Regions from separate parts of the Gossypium hirsutum genome. Here region 1 is linked to region 2. Evidence: chromatin contacts called from public Hi-C data. All regions are on one chromosome and are shown on one strand. The core of a region is the stretch at or near the end of the contact, and the rest is flanking DNA. Distances in the headings are between cores, read along the strand shown.

Region 1 (3,204 bases), core at 369-2,868, 320 kb before region 2:
GGTTTCTATTAAAGAAGAGAGCATTTTCATTTTCACCCGAAAAGAAAAATAAAACTTTTTCTAGTTCTGTGTTTTGATTCAATTGGTTCAAACCGGCACTCGAAGCAGTTCGTGGTATGAGAATAGCAGAGAAGATCATTTAGTTGAAAGCCGAAAAAATTAAGGATTTACTTACCAAAAAACATAGGTACAATTTCGGTCTAAGATTTATTACTATAAATATCACAAACCGAGTCAATTTTTAAAATTTTAATTTTCCACTGTACAAGAAAATCATTTTCAAACTGAAATTTTTCTAACAGCTGGTTCAATTTTGTTATTGAAATTCAAAATCTTTTAAACCAAATTAGCCAACTTTACAACTATTAAATATAATATATATTTAAATCCAAACTTAAATCCAATATCAACCAAACTCAAACCTAAACCTAAACAAATTTAAACTTTATTCAAAATCCAACCTAAATAAAATAAATCCACTTTAAATTAAAAATTATTATACAGATAATAATATTAATAAAAATTTAATATTAAAAAATTAAACATTAATAATTAAAAAACTAAAACTAAAATATAAATTCCCAAATCATAAAAATACTTAAAGTAAAACCTAAATTCCAAAATCATTAGAATTAAATTTATTAGTAATATTATTAGTATAGTATAATAAATCATGTTTAATCATTTGTGATCAGCAGAACACTAATTATCATATAATTAAATTAATATATTATGCCATTATATATATTATATAATCATTAAATTTAAATTTTATAGATTTTAATAATTATTAAATTTATATATTTATTATACATATATATTTATAGTATTAAAAAGTATTTTATATTCAGTTAATGTTTTTTTTTAAATATTTCACTTTATAATTTAACATAAAAATTATTATAATTGCATTTGTTATTAATAACATTTTAATATAAATATGTAAAGCTTATGAACATATTTTTATAAAATAAATAATAATGATTTATTTTTATTTTTATTTTTATTTTAGTAATATCACAAAATTATAGTAATTATTAATGTCTATTATTGTTGTTTAGCTATAAATTTGGATTTTGGGTCAGATTTATTTTGGACTTGAGTCAAATCGATCTTGAACTCAAACTCTTGTAAAATCGGGTTTCTCGAGCTCAAATTTCCTTGAACACGAGCTTCTTTGAGCTCAAATCTATTATAGGCTTGGGACTGTTTTACCAACTTTATCTATCTACCTATAGTATGAACCATTTGCTTGAATTGCATAAAAACAAGGAAACGGAAAGGAAATTATCACATTTTCCGTTATTTGGACTTTTTTAATTTAGGTAAGGAAAAATAAAGAGAGTTAAATATCCTTTATTTTCCCTTGAATTACTTAATTTTTAGCCCAATTCGAAATAAAAGTTAGGGAAAGAAAAGTTAAATATCCAGATTGTTGTTGAAGGTTGGATTATGAAGATAAGCTATGCTTTTTTCACTTAACAAAACTGGCTTAAAGAAGAATTCCAAGGATTTGAATGGAGGGTGGGATCTTAGTTGGGTTTCATGGGTTTGGGCCAATAAAGTTGTTATTGGATTGAACTTAAAACTTAATAAAACCCACAAAATCATCCTTTTTTTTACGAAAAATATGCAACAACTACCTTTGTAATGTTGGTGCAAATAGCAACAGTCCTCTATGCCAGGCATATGCAGAATCCTTAAAACATCTGTTTGTTCAATTGAGTATGGTTTGGATCTCCCTCTCTCTTTTGCGTGTTGATACTTTTAATCTTTCCTCATTCTATTCTTGGATTTTCAAATGGTTTCAAAATTAGGAAGCACGGACACGGCTCATCCCTCCTTGAACACGGTCCCGACATACTAGGACATGTCTGAATACGTCAAAAAAAAAATCAAACACAGTCACGACACGGGTGTTTAAAAACAAACATGATCCCGACACAGTGACGATGGATAGAGGCATCGGATTAAAAAACCTCAATTGAGAGTGAAAGAAGCAGAATGTAGATTTTTTTCCCTGTTTTTTTTTTTCATGAAAGGAATGAAAGATTGAAAGTAAGGTTGAAAGTTTTAGGGTTTTCTTGAAAAAGATGAAAGGCTGTCTCGGCTATTTGTAATCAATTTAAAATATTGGGTTGGGTTGCCTTTTGGGTTTATTGTGGGTAGCCCAAGATCTGTCTTGGGCTATTTGTAAATTGATTTAATATATTAGGTTGGATTTAAAGTTCTAGATTTTTTCCAAAAAATAAAATAAATGTTAAAAAGTAAATAGGTTTTTTAACATAAAATATATGTATAAATATTTTTAATATTTTTTTTATTGTTGTATTTGTGTCCTCAATTTTTAAAATTATTGTGTCGCCATATTCATATCGTGTTGTACCAATATTACCTGTCCGTGTTCATGCTTCATAGCTGCAAAATAATGAAATCAATTCTTTAGCCTCGAGATACTTTTATACGGCCTGCATCTGCACGTCGTGGTCAATATGGAAAGCAAGGAATGAACTCACCTTTAAGAGTATCACTCATAGTCCATTAGAAGGCAACTCTCAATTATGGACTCTTTCAATATCACTCCTTTGAATATCAACAGTCTTAGGCAAGTTCTTCCATCTATTGAAGAAGGTGGTACACACACTTCATGGACGCTTCATCTTGACGTCTGCAGCAATCGGAGTGAACCATCATAGAACAATGACAATGGCGATCAAATTGTCTGCAGTCAAAAGCCACATCGCACCTTCCAAGCTTAAAGCAATGATCCTCACTCTATGACATTCGTTATTATTCTTCTAAAATCTCACAATATTACCTTCTGTAAGTTCCTGTTAAAAGATCGTAAATTCATCAACATCATCCTTAATAAAACAAGAGCAGTATGGCAACTCAAACTGGCATCCCAAGACCTACAAGAGCTCCTCAAAGATAGCAAATTCATCCAAGATAAAAATGAAAACTCGCTTATAAGGAAAGATATCACTAGCTGAGCGAAATGTGCTTTAAAGACATTTACTTCTTTCACCTGGCCTTAATAACTTATTAATAAAATAAATAAATTGTCTAAAAGTATAATTTAATGATTAAACCAAAAAATCAACTTTGGATGTGATTTTTTTTAATCGTCATTGGCCATCCCTTTCCACCATGCACTTATTCTGCTTTAGACTTTTAAGTAATACATGCATGACGCACTTATAT
Region 2 (3,109 bases), core at 174-2,673:
TAGATACGGAACCTCGCGAGAAGAACATCACGAAAGTTCCTTCTAAACCATCTAAATACTAGAGACCTAAACATCGAGAAGTAAAAACACAATGCTAAGAAAACCTTTCCTTCTTCTTCTATTCATTTATATATAAAAGATTAGCCATTGAACTCCCTAGCTGAAAACTCATTCTCCGGATAGTAGACACAGATAACTTGATTTCGACCGAATTTCCGACCACGGGTCTCATGTTGATAACTAAGAAAGGCTCATTTAAGATGGATGTCCTTGGAAAAGACTGCAAATGACCTAAAAGAAAGCTTACTATAAAGCTATAAGTGACATATGAGTTGCAAGCTTCACTAATGTGAACAGATTGAAATCAAAGTGGACTTCTTCCCATTAACTTATGATTGAGCTAGATTTGAGTATCTTAATACTCAATTTAGATAGTTCAAGAGCCTAATTGAGTTTTTTATTATTATAAATGTGTTTTTAATACATTGACATCAAATTACTACTTTATCACAAAAGAAAGCTTGACTCGAGTTTTTGAGTATATAAATTGTATAAATGAGCTTCATTAATCTAAATTCGAGTAGTTGGATATTATTTCAAGCAAAGCTTAACATATTCGATCAAGGTTGAGTCGAGCAGCTAGCAATAAGTTTCTATTTGAGTTCAAGTTCAAATTTTTCATTATTCCAAGAGCAACTCAATTATGTAAGTATCATATATGAATATGTATACAATATGATTATAATTAAATTTTTTCAAAAATTTTAAATGTATTAGAATGTGAGGAATAAATAATAATCTATATATAGAAAAAAAAACCAAGCAAAACCAACAAAAAAATCTCATCAAAACTTGACATTACCCAGCAAGGCAACAAAAAAAAACAACCCATTTCATAAAAAACCAAGAAAAATCCCAAAGAGAAAAAAGAAACATACAAAAAAACTCCATATTCTTTCATAGTTTTCAACTAAAGAAAAGAAAACCCGGAAAGCTTCAAGTCATCTCACCTGCCAAGAACAGTGGCAAGAGTGTTGAGGTAAGTGTCAATCATTTGTTCTCTAGTAGGAGCAGGGTCTTTAGGGAACTCCATAACAATAAGCCAATGATTATAATCACAGCCGGGTAACATTATCGTTTCCCTGGGTTCATTGCTGCTGCTTCTCCTGGGTGAATAGTCACTGTCAAGTACTGCAGCTTTGATAGTACGAGGAGGTGGAGGAGTTGGTGCAGTCAGTGAGTTGAGTCCCAGAGTAGAAGGGGGAGTGAGTTGGAAGAAAGGGCTTTGTGGGTAAAAGGAAAGGGGGAGGGTTTAACAGAGTTGCCATTGGAAATGTGTGTAAGGGTCTAAGAGATAGATGAATTGAAGTGAAATTATTATGGTTATTTTCGGTTACGTTGAAGTTGGTGTTGGCAATGGCATGCTGAAATTTTTTATATTTTGGGTTTTCTTAATAAATTTGGGACATTGGGCTGAAAGCCCCAAATTGATGTATCTGATTTTTTTTTTACAAAAAAATTATTACGAATTCGTAATTATCCTCTCAATAATATCGTTTTTAAGATATGATTGTGTGCTTTGTGTTTTCCAATAATGTTATTTGTAATGTTCGACCTTATGTTCTCTTTTTAAGTAGAGACATTATTAAGTAAAATTGGATCTATGATTGATATCATTAGTATAGATGTTAATTAACTCTAGCCCAGGCTAAAATATTAACTTAAAATTTTACTTAAATTTATATATAGATTATTTTTTATTTAGGCATTAATTTTTAAATTTATACCTATTTAGGTTTTAAATTTTTAAATTTATATTGAAAAAACAAGATTTGTTTTATTATTTTTTAACATTATTTGATATAGTTTCAAAGTCTTTTTTAAACATATTTCTAAAAAAAATATATATTATTTTTTAAGTAGATAAAAATAATTAATAACCCTTATACGATATTTTAAAAAAATATTATTTTTACATAAAAATTTTAAGTTATTCTCACTATTTTAAATATAATTTATTTGTTTTTATATCATATTGTACTTCTTCTTCAAACAAACAAAAAAAATCAGGTGTCTTGACTTGTATAGAATAGTGGCTAAAGTTTTTTTGTCAAATACCCGTTTAGTACAAGTTTGAATCGTGTTAACCCTGTCTCCCACCTTAATATTGTATAAAAAGCAAAAAAAAAAAAAAGAAAAAAGAAGGTGAATATACTTGAGAGATCTCTCTATTTTAGGGACCAAACCAAATTAGTCCATTTACTATAAAACAGACCAATTTATTTTTTGTACTATTTAAAAAAATCAACTAAGTCCAAATTGAAATAGAGTTAACATTTACTATTAAAAACATATCAATTACTATTTAACGAGATTGAAATTTCAAGACATTATTTATACAGTAAATGTTACCTTTGTTACAATTCAAACTTATTTGAATCTTTTTGATAATATAAAGATTAAATTGAGAGGGACTAATTTGATCTAATCCCTATAGTATAGGGATCTGTCAGGCAATTTAACCAAAAAAATATGTTATTTCAATTTTGTGAAATTGGGCCCATACACAAATGGGCCTAAGGGTGCTGATTACAACTCCATAGCATTGCTAAAGGAGCCTATAATTGTGGATTTGTAAACCTATGTTCTATATTATTTGTCTTTCACTACCAAAAAGGGTTTGGTTGAAAATTTACAATATGATTTTTGGAAAATGAAAATATAAATATGTGAAAATAAAAAAATTCTTTGTAAAAGTAAAAAATAATGAATTTTAACTTTAAATAAATTGGTCCTAATTCAAACTCATATAAATGCATAAAAATATTTTTTTTCAATTTTTAAAAAAATAGAAAATAAAAATTATTTTTAAATAAAAATAGAAAATATTTTCGAAAACTATTTTTTTTATCTGAAGACTGTATTTACTTTTACAAACATGAAAATCAAATGAGTTGTTAGTATAATTAAGTAAAGTTGAGAAAATTTTAATTCATTTTTTTTTGTATAATCACAGATATTTTCATTTATTTTACGGATTGAATATTTATTTTTTTTGAATTATTTTTCTTTAATAAATATGAATTGGTGATGGCTCTCAACATAAATG

What was found. Hi-C and Micro-C count contacts between places; a contact is called where the count stands out from the background.
Region 1: a Hi-C map of leaf shows a contact between it and region 2, with 5 times the contacts expected there. The contact joins the enhancer-like site here to the promoter of LOC107902211 in region 2. A contact is called at or near these places in 12 of 34 Hi-C or Micro-C datasets (callus, hypocotyl, leaf and 1 more).

What each region holds. Positions count from the first base shown.
Region 1 is chrD05:62,360,710-62,363,913 of Gossypium_hirsutum_v2.1, reverse strand. No RefSeq gene overlaps it. Among protein-coding and RNA genes, the nearest start is that of LOC107903499, 15 kb to the right of the region's middle. Within about 2 kb of position 1,618, at least 7 of the 9 cell types and tissues checked have an H3K27ac peak or open chromatin away from gene starts, as enhancers often do. A contact at or near this core is called in leaf, where this site is marked.
Region 2 is chrD05:62,040,812-62,043,920 of Gossypium_hirsutum_v2.1, reverse strand. LOC107902211 (multiple organellar RNA editing factor 9, chloroplastic) reads right to left here and starts at 1,423. Exons shown (of 5, transcript XM_016828428.2): 1 at 1,398-1,423; 2 at 1,011-1,283. The coding sequence starts at 1,423.